Linked DNA regions of Callithrix jacchus: region 1 is linked to region 2. The links are chromatin contacts, called in public Hi-C maps. All regions are on one chromosome and are shown on one strand. Each heading gives the region's core, a stretch centred on a gene start, on an enhancer-like site or on the middle of the called end of the contact. The rest is flanking DNA. Distances are from core to core; before and after follow the strand shown. Region 1 overlaps ZBTB40 (zinc finger and BTB domain containing 40). Region 2 has its middle 30 kb from the start of ZBTB40.

Region 1 (4,720 bases), core at 2,066-4,565, 80 kb after region 2:
CACCATATTGGTCAGGTTGGTCTCGAACTCCTGACCTTAGGCAATCCACCCGCCTTGGCCTCCCAAAGTGCTGGGATTACAGATGTGAGCCACCGTGCCTGGCCTTTTTTTTTTTTTTTTTTTAACATTTTAGGAAACATTTATTTAACTCTTCCGGACATTAGCACTAACAAGTTTTGACACTGCCACTTATTTTTTGTGTGGCTTCAGGCAAGTTGTTTTGCCTCTCTGTGCAGGTTTTCACATGGGTAAAAACAAACAGATAAAGGCAAGGTAGGGATTGGACAGGATGCTCCCTGGAGCCCCTGCTGGCACTGACATTTTCCAATTCTCTCCTCTGTGTTTCCTGACATGCGTCTGCCTCCTGACCTGCAGGCAGCAGAGGCGCTATAGATGGAGAACAGCATGGAGCTAACAAGACTTGCTACAGTGAGACACAGTGGATGACTTTGTGAGTGCCTGGGATACTTTCCGGAGGCTGAAAATTGTTTTTATTTAGCCGGCATCACATGTCTACTGATGGCACTCAGCATCCCCAGGGACTGAGCATGGCTTGCAACTCAGTGACAGACAAGCCCCATTGGGACTGTGAGGCTCAGAGAATTTCACTGGGGATTTAGACACCACCCAGGGTCCCTGTAGACCAGGCAGTGCTCAGAAGCATGGAGGCATCAGAGATCTGGTTCTCATCCAGGACACCACATTGCCTGGGAGGCACCATGTTGATACTAAAACAACTAAGTTGGGGTAGACGTGGGAATGTCAGTGAGGACATTATAAACACATTCACGTACCACAAGGAACACCAAGCCAGCTGAATTGTGAGGCTCTTTCCATTGCTGGGCTTCTGGGATTCCTTTGAGTGCCTTCTGTGTGCAATATACTGGTCCAAACTGGCTTATGCAAAAAGTGAACTTGTTGGCTTCTGTGACTTCATAGTCTGAAAGAGAGAGAGCTCTGGCCATGGCTGGCTACAGGTATGGCAACGCCATCATCAGGACCTGGGTTCTTTCTCCCCATCTCTCAGCAATGCTTCCTCTTTGTGACCTCCACTCTCAGAAAGGCTTGCCCTCATGGTGACAGAAATGGCAGCAGCTGCTCTAACTTAGGGTGCAGTTCAACAGAAAGTGGTCAGAGGCGTGGTAAGTGGCACACAGTCACAAGGTAAAGTCCTATGATAGGTCGTTTGCACACTGAGGAGCAAGAAAGCCAGTGGTGGGTCAGTCCGAGTCCCAAAACCTCAAAAGTAGGGAAGCTGACAGTTCAGCCTTCAGTCTTTTGCTAAAGGCCAGAGCACCCTTGGCAAACCACTGGTGTAACTCCAGGAGTCCAAAAGCTGAAGAACTTGGAGTCTGATGTTCAGTGGCATGAAGCATCCAGCACAGGAGAAAGATGAAGGCTGGAATTGTCTTCCTTCTTTATTCCTAGCTGTGTCTCTGCTTTTAATTAATTGTGAAGACAGCAAAGTGGGTCTGCGACTAAAATAAGGAGATGACTGTCTACTATTGGATTTCTGCGACTTTTGATCCACTCTTCACCTAACAATCTACAAAGACTCCCAAAGCTGAAGACCTAGTAGCATTTTTTTCTCCTTCAACTTTATTTCAAAGGCAAACGAGTCTCTTCTCCTATGTGAATCTGATGTTTTCAGCTGTGTCGCTACTTTGGAGGTTTGTCAAGTAGTGCACGTCTGTGTTTTGAGGGCTCTGTTCACTGACAAGGTTGTGTTGCCCTCTTGAGAGGGAATTAAGGAGATTCATTTTACGGGCCTATGAAAGGTGAAATAAGTTGTTTTTCCAAGTCTTCTTTCTGTTAATTATTAAGCCTAAGATACGTAGCCATAGATAGAAGAGCTAATGGTTTTATGGCAAGGGAATTTCATTCAGTTAAACATTTATTGAGCATCTACTGTGCACCAATCTTTATATTCATTGAAACCAAGAAAATTGATACAGATTGTCTACATACTACCCAGTGTTCAAAAGTGTTATTGACTCCGCTAAGTCTAATAGAATCCAGTGTAAATAGATTTGATTATACTTAAATCTGGGAGGTAGAGCTAGGTGAAAGGGATGCCAGGCCTATGGAATGAACAGTGTTTCATCCAGCTACTCTACTTACTAGACCTGTGACCTTAGGCAAGTTACTTAACCTCCCTGAAGCTCATCTAAAGTAGTAGTGGTAACGCTGCCCAGGCCTGGCGTGAGGGGGAAGGTAGATGCGACGGTGTCCGGGATGATGCTGAGCGATTGTAGTCTCTATCATTATTGCCATCACCCGGCCCTCAGCAGTCAAGGGAGGCCCAAGTGAACAGGAATATAGTGTCACTCAAGCAGATCTGAAGGTAGTAGGCAAACAATTGGGGTAAATAGGTAAACTCAGTTAAAAGGCTTGAGTTAAGGGAAAGATTAAATGGTTTTTCATCTATAGAGGGAAAAGAAATGGTCTCCTCTTGAAATATATTTACCTATATTTCACTCATAGGTAGAGTACTTGATTACTTCTATGACCATGCATTAACATGAATTTGTTGAAGTACCTTTAACCCTGAGAGTCAAGAGTTAGTTCCAAATGTATGGTTAAAGAACTTAGCTCTTTCAACAGAACTCTGCTTTGGTTCAGCTTTTGGAGTTGTGTTACATGATAGTAATTGGTGAATCCCTGGTTATCCTTATATGTGACACCCTTCTGTTTAGGCAGAGAAACTGTTGCAGCTAAGGGCTTGCTTATTCCATTGTGGATCCCTAGGCAGCTTTAGGGGCCTGATGGAGTAACTGTTATAGTGCTGTCATTGGTGTAGATTCCCAGTAGGTTCTGAAAGAAAAAGCAGAGAGAGCAGGGCCGTGCAGGCAGCTAACCACCCTCTCCTGGCCCTTCGTCAGCCCTCCCGTGGTTCTCTTCCCAGATGGTCACCCTAGCATCACTGTTGAGCAATGAAGTGAACAAATGTTTTAATTTCACTGATGAGTAGTTCTGCAGAGAGGGAGACAGCAGAGAGGATAATGAGAAGCATATCAAATGCCACCACTGATGAAAACTTCTCTTCCCCACTGGCTCAAATGATAATGCCGGACAAATTGGATACTGAGAGATGTGGATTGGGGATATTCGGAGAGTTTCAGGTGGAAAAAAAGGCCTGGCCTAGGCTAGAATGAGAGAGCTATATGCTGTATCAATTGAGATGCACAAAAGGCAGGCAGGAAGGAAAGGGAAAATAGGAAGAAGCATATTTACTGAGGCAGTTAGCAGCGAGTGGCTCTGTATTCGTTATCCATTGCTGTATCACAAATCACTCCAGACTTAGCAGTTTCAAACAGCAAACATTTATTACCACAGTTCCTGTAGGTCAGGAATCCAGGTACAGCTTAGCTGAGTCTTCTGGCTCAGCAGCTCACAGGCTGCAGTCAAGGTGTCAGCCAGGGCCGCATCTCAAGGCTCAGCCGGGGGAGTAGCTTTTTCTAATCCCACTCTCATGGCTGTTGGCAGGCTTCAGAAGATCCACTTCCAAGCTTACTCCCTGACTGTTGGCTGGAGACATCAGTTCTTTGCCACATGGGCCTCTCCGTAGGGCAGCTCACAACATGGCAGCTTGCAACTCCCAGAGCAAGGGCAGAGAGAACACACAGGCAAGATGGAAGTCATACCAGCCTGACCTCAAAAGTAGCATCCTGTAACTTTTACCGTATTCTCTCTCAGAAGCAAAGCATGAGGTTCAATCCAAGGGCATGAATATCCAGAGTCAGGTATCACTGGGATCCATTTTAGAGGCTGCTTTGGGATCCCTACTGCTGTCAGTGAAAAGGCATTTTAAAGAGATTTCAAGCCAGCTAACAAAAGTGTGAAAAGTTGATTTAGTTTAGCCTAAGGGGATTAAGCATTCAACTGATGTCTTCATTTCTTACTTATTATTTTTTCAGTAGAAGAGGAGTTACCTTACGTTCTCAGAAGTTACTTACACTAATGGTATGCTGATATGGATTATTAAACTGTGTTCTGTCCATGTCTACTTTTGGAGATGACCAAAAAACACAGGAAACTTTAAAGTTTAATTTAGCTTTCTTTACACAGGCATTCTGTGATTAGGAAGCAAGCTAAAGCAAAGCCAAGACACGCAAGGTCTAACTCATTTATAGCTCCTATTTGGGAGGAGAGGAGAAGGAGAAAATCTCTCTAAATAAAAATCTTAAACATATAATTACTACCAGAATTTGTAATAACCGCTGTCTAGCTAAATTTTGCTGTGTTGATACAGTATTCATGAGCTCCTTCAGTGTGGTGAGGAGACGTGTAGATGTGTAGAAAACTAACCTTTTGCTCTCTAAAGACCCTTCTTAGAAATTTTTTCTATTTTATAATCTTGACACTAAAAACGTCAAAGGTAGATTGTAGCATAAAGCCATGAAACTCAGTTTTGGTTACCAGATTTTTTTCAAGTAAATTCATTATTGCTAAAATAGAAATATCAATCCTACCTTCCAATTGACCTTCCTCGCACTTGCATGAAAGATGTTCTGTCAGACGAAAGAAAGGAATGCTAATTTTGTTTATTTTACCACTGGGGTTGTTGATGTCTTAGAAGGGTCTAGAAGAGTCAAGATGATGAGTTTGGTTTTGTATGCACCCCTGAGACCTCTGGAGGATAAGGTGTGTACAGCAGAAAGTGTGTGGCAGCTCTGGATTGAAAGGTGCAGGATTAGAGCTGCTTTTCAGAGTAGTTTGC
Region 2 (5,130 bases), core at 2,232-4,731:
GGAGCGGTGCTCTTGCCGCCGAGGCCGGCGGATCACCTGAGGTCAGGAGTTTGAGAACAGCCTGGCCAACATGGTGAAAACCCGTCTCTACTAAAAATAAGAAAATTAGCTGGCTGTAGTGGTGTGTGCCTATGATCCCAGCTACCGGGGAGGCTACAGCAGAAGAATCACTTGAACCTGGGAGGCAGAGGTTGCAGGGAGCTGAGATCACACCACTGTACTCCAGCCTAGGCGACAGAGTGAGACTCTGTCTCAAAAAAAAAAAAAAAGAGAGAAGGTCAAGTTATAGGTAAAGCCACCTATGTCACAGGGCAGCTCTGCTTCCCAGGGAGGAGGAAGAATCATGCCTAAATCCAAAGGAAGAAAAAAGTGGCAAAACCAATCAGAGAGTCACGGACCCCGTTGTAATGTGCTTCCACACCAAAGGCACATGGGCCCACACCTCCAAAGGATGCAATAAAGGCCACTCATCTGAAACCTCAGCCAGAGGGGCTTTAGTGGATCACACATCAAACTGTTTCCCAACTTGGCATGGGGTAGTGCGGGGCAGCCCAGTGGTTTCAGCAAGTCTGTGGAGGTAAACAGACCCGAGTCTGAATTCCCGGTAAAACCACCCAGTGGCTGGGTGACCCAGTGAGCCGTGGCGCCTCTCTGAGCCTAGGTTTTCCCAACTGTGAAATGGGAAGGATAATAATTCCTACCTCATGGGGCTGCTGTGAGAATGTAAGGAACAGTTCAGTGCCTATGCCAGTTTGAAGGTCACACGGGGCCCTTGCCAAATGATCTTCTCCTTGGGTTACTGGATGATTCTTTGAGGGTGCTAACCATCAAGAGCTGCTCTGGCAGGTCAGGTGCAGTGGCTCATGCCTGTAATACCAGCACTTTGGGAAGCTAATGCAGGCAGATCTTTTGAAGTCAGGAGCTCCAGACCAGCCTGGCCAACATGATGAAACCCCTTCTGCATTAAAAACATAAAAATTAGCCGGGCAAGGTGGCTCACACCTGTAATTCCAGCCCTTTCGGAAGCTGAGGAGGGGTGGATCATTTGAGTTTAGGAGTTTGAGACCAGTCTAGCCAACATGGTGAAACCCCTCTCTACTAAAAATACAAAAATTAGCCGGGCGTGGTGGCGTGCACCTGTAATCCTAGCTATTCAGGGAGGCTGAGGCAGGAGAATTGCTTGAACCCAGGAGGTGGAGGTTGCGGTGAGCCAAGATCGCACCACTGCACTCCAGCCTGGGCAACAGAGCAAGACTCTGTCAAAAAACAAAACACAAAACAAAACCCACTCTGGTTTGGGGAACATTTGAAGCGCAGGGCTTTGACTCCTGGAAGGAGGTCTGGCACCTCCTTCCACAGGCACTCAGATCCTCCTGGTCCCATGTGGCCTCAGTGGGTCCAGCTGTGTCCAGAGGCCTCCCAGGTACTGGCTCCAGGCCCCCAGTTTCTCCCCAGCCTCCAGAGGTGTTTCAGACATCAGAGGTGAGCTCGGCCAGAAGTGTGAGGAGACAGCGCCCTCCAGTGGCCTCTGCACAGCAGCAAGGGAAGCTGAAGGAGCAGGAGGGACACTCGGATGTCTCAAAGGGCTGCAACCCCGAGGAGAGGAACACAGATCAGGGGCTCATTCGACTCCTGTCCTCACCGGTCCAGCCCCTTGACACCTCCAATACTCCTTCTGTCCCAGGACTCTTAGAATAACATCATTCCAATCTGGAATGCAACAGAAATACCATCTAAATGAACATTTTCCTTGCCCAAAGGTTATTAAATCCAGGCTGGAGACAGATAATACAAGGTCATGTGAGGAGTCAGGGTGGAATGTATTCAGAGTTCAGGTCCCCTATCTGCCCCTTCAGGGCCAGTGGGAAGTTCAGGGAGGTTGGATTCACCAGCCCTGCACCTCCCGGCTCCGCATTTTTCTCCTGCCAGGCACCCCAGGTAGAGTAGGAGGGGCTGAGGCAGAAGAGTGATGGTGATGGGCACTCCAGCTCTTGATGGCTGTGTGACCTTGTGCAGGTTACTTAACCTCTCTGCCCCAGTTCCCCCTCTGTGAAATGAAGCTGAATCCTCAATGCCTCCGGATTGCTGTAAGGACTAAATAATGCATGAAGTAAAAAAGGCCTGGTACATAGGAAGCAGCCCCCAAACACGGTAACCACTGCTACTGCTCTTATTACTGTCTGGTGCCTCTAATTCATTGGTTCACTTCTGAGGGGCCACAAGCACGCATCTTTCTCTCTTCTATTTCTCTCACTTCATCTTCTCATCAAACCCCAAACTGGCAAATCAGTCCCCAGCACCTGTATCTCTTGTCTGTCACATCGGAGGCTCCACGAGACGGGGTAGCCTGGCCAGGGACTGGCGAGTCAGTGCCTCACACTGTCCCTCTGTGGGTCAGCCTGCCCCTCTGGCCCAGATGAGCTTAGCCAAGGCTGAGTCTCAGAAAAGGGCTGAAACCCCAGGGGGTTTTTCTGGGGCCAAGAGCAGACCAGGTTGAAGAGCATGGTCAGTACCTTCCTGGATTGATTCCGAGGGCCCTGCTTTAGCAGCTGGACATCATCAGGCTCGAGTTTCATGACGAGAACATTGAAAACCCCTCTGTGATTTTCCTTTTCACACCAGGCTTGGGGCCAGGCAGATGCAGGTTTAAATCCTTGCTCTGCCACTCATGAGTTACGTGATCTTGGGAAGCAGCTGAATGTCTCTGGACCTCAGTTTCCTCGTCTGTAAAGTGGGCATGGTTTCAGGCGCATACTAAACTGCTGGGTTTGGATGAAGGTGTCCAGTGCACTGCCTGGAATGCAGCACTTTGATTTGCTTATTGAACATCAAAATTAATTTACCACCTTTTTTTCCAAAACCCTGTTCTTCCTCTGGGATTCCCTGTCCTGGTAGGTGTCTATAAGACTTACATCTAGGATGTCTATAATCCTTAGACAGGAAAGGAGGGGTGGCCCAGGTTCTCACACTCACCATCAACTCTGTCACAGCTGCCTTACCTGGCGATTCCTCTGCACCTACTTCAACCATGGCTCTTTGTCCAGGACAAGGTTATGGCCAATCCTTCATCACTGGCTTCCTCTTTCCAGCCTCCTTACTCCTCCCAGGTGGTTACATCAGCCCCTCTCACACCTCACTCTAAAACACACGTTCAAAGCACAAGGCCCAAACTGCCCAACAGAGCCAGGACACCGAGGTACCCCATGATCTGGGCCCCTCACTCCCACCTCCCCAACGTCATCTGCTCCCACCCTCCCTCCCACATGCCAACCCTCCCTCCCAAAGCGATCAGTGTCCCCTGAAGACAAGGCTCCCTGCTGCTCTGTGCCTCTAAGCCTCTGCCCTCTGCCCCAGCCACCCAGAACACCCCTCTCTGATACCTCCTCTGCAAGCTCTCTGTGACTGCCCCCACCTCCCCAGTTCTTCCCATGTGGAGCCAATCACTCCCTCCTTCGGGCCCCACCAGCCTCTCTCAGACCCCCACGACAGCCCTGCCCACCTAGACACAGTATGTTTACCTGACTAGTCGGTCCAGGAGGGAGAAGAGAGCACTGGTTGAGAGCAAGGCCTCTGGGGTCCAGTTCCCCAGGATTTACTGGGAGGATGTGTGTAGTCCTAGCACTGTGTCTGCTACATAGTAGATGCTCAGAAAATGGAAGTGATTCTTTTTATTGCTATCTCCCCCAGGAGACTGCAGAGTCCTAGAGCAACACTCATGTCTTCATTATTTTTGCATCTCCAGCAACTCAGCCTGTGATCCGGCCCACAGTAGAAGTTTAGCAGATGAATGGATGGATGGATAAACCGGTGGATGGGTGGGTAAATAGATGGATGCTGTGGCTGAAAGAGGAGGAAGAAATACGTAAGAGCTACCATTTAGCTGGTAACCAGGCAGTGACAGAAACGTGCACAGCACTTTACAAAGCAATGTCAGCCAAGCCCAACCATGGAGATTGATTCTATTTTTATCCCTGTTTCGTGGTGGGGAGAAACTGGCTCTGAGAGGTGAAGACACCTGCCAGAGTTCCACAGTGATGACATGGGTGACAGCCGTTATTCAAAGTCACTTCTGTCTGGTTACAAACCCCATGCAATTTCCATTTCTTCACATTGCTTCCTAAAAGGAAGCAGTTGAGATTACAGCTGCATCTGAAGGAAATATTAACTAGAATGTGTGTCAAGATTCTAAAGCTCCAGCCTGGCCAACATGGTGAGACCCTGCCTCTACCAAAAATACAAAAATTAGCCGGGCGTGATGGCATGTGCCTGTAATCGCAGGTACTCAGGAGGCTGAGGCAGGAGAATCCCTTGAACCAGGCAAGCAGAGGTTGCAGTGAGCCGAGACTGCACCATTGCACTCCAGCCTGGAGGACAGAGCGAGACTCTGTCTCAAAAAAAAAGAAGAAAAAAAAAGCTAAAGTTGCCAGGTGCTTCACACTTATTTCATTTAATATCCATGAGAAGGGAGGCTGGTATCTGTCATCCCCACTAAAGAGATGAGGCCTAGAGGGCTCTGGGTCTAAACGTTAGAGGCAAACAGTGGAGGCAGGAAACTCTTGGCATCTCTGGGTCATTGGTCAGAGCCGGGGTCTTAGGTGCCCAGGAAGTGTCACTGTTATGACTGTTATTTTATTTTATTTATTTTTTTCAGACAGTGTCTCACTCTGTCGCCCAGGCTGGAGTGCAATGGTGTGATCTCGGCTCACTGCAACCTCCACCTTCTGGGTTAAAGCAATTCTTCTGCCTCAGCCTCACAAGTAGCTGGGATTACAGGCACCTGCCACCACGCCCAGCTAATTTTTGTATTTTTTAGTAGAGATGGGGTTTCACCATGTTAGCCTGGCTGATCTCGAACTCCTGACCTAGCGATCCACCTACCTCAGTCTACCAAAGTACTGGGATTACAGGCATGAGCCACCACGCCCAGTCTGTTATGACAGTTATTAATGATAAACTGCATTATTAGAGATGCTATCTAACAATATACTGTAACATTACTTATGTTATCAGGGCACTTACGATATCCAGAGCACCTTTGTGTGTGACACCAATTTTTCCCCACAATTCTTTCAAGATGTGCAAGCCAGGGGTTGTTACAATCTTACAAAGCAAATGGCTGCAGAAAGTCAC

What was found. A called contact is a pair of places that touch in the nucleus more often than the background predicts.
Region 1: a contact with region 2 is called in a Hi-C map of skeletal muscle, with 8 times the contacts expected there. The contact joins two enhancer-like sites. A contact is called at or near these places in 2 of 3 Hi-C or Micro-C datasets (both in skeletal muscle).

What each region holds. Positions count from the first base shown.
Region 1 is chr7:59,256,381-59,261,100 of calJac240_pri, forward strand. All of the region lies in intron 3 of ZBTB40 (zinc finger and BTB domain containing 40), which reads left to right. Among named protein-coding and RNA genes, the nearest start is that of ZBTB40, 50 kb to the left of the region's middle. Within about 2 kb of position 3,316, at least 1 of the 16 cell types and tissues checked has an H3K27ac peak or open chromatin away from gene starts, as enhancers often do. A contact at or near this core is called in skeletal muscle, where this site is marked.
Region 2 is chr7:59,176,255-59,181,384 of calJac240_pri, forward strand. No RefSeq gene overlaps it. Among named protein-coding and RNA genes, the nearest start is that of ZBTB40, 30 kb to the right of the region's middle. Within about 2 kb of position 3,482, at least 1 of the 16 cell types and tissues checked has an H3K27ac peak or open chromatin away from gene starts, as enhancers often do. A contact at or near this core is called in skeletal muscle, where this site is marked.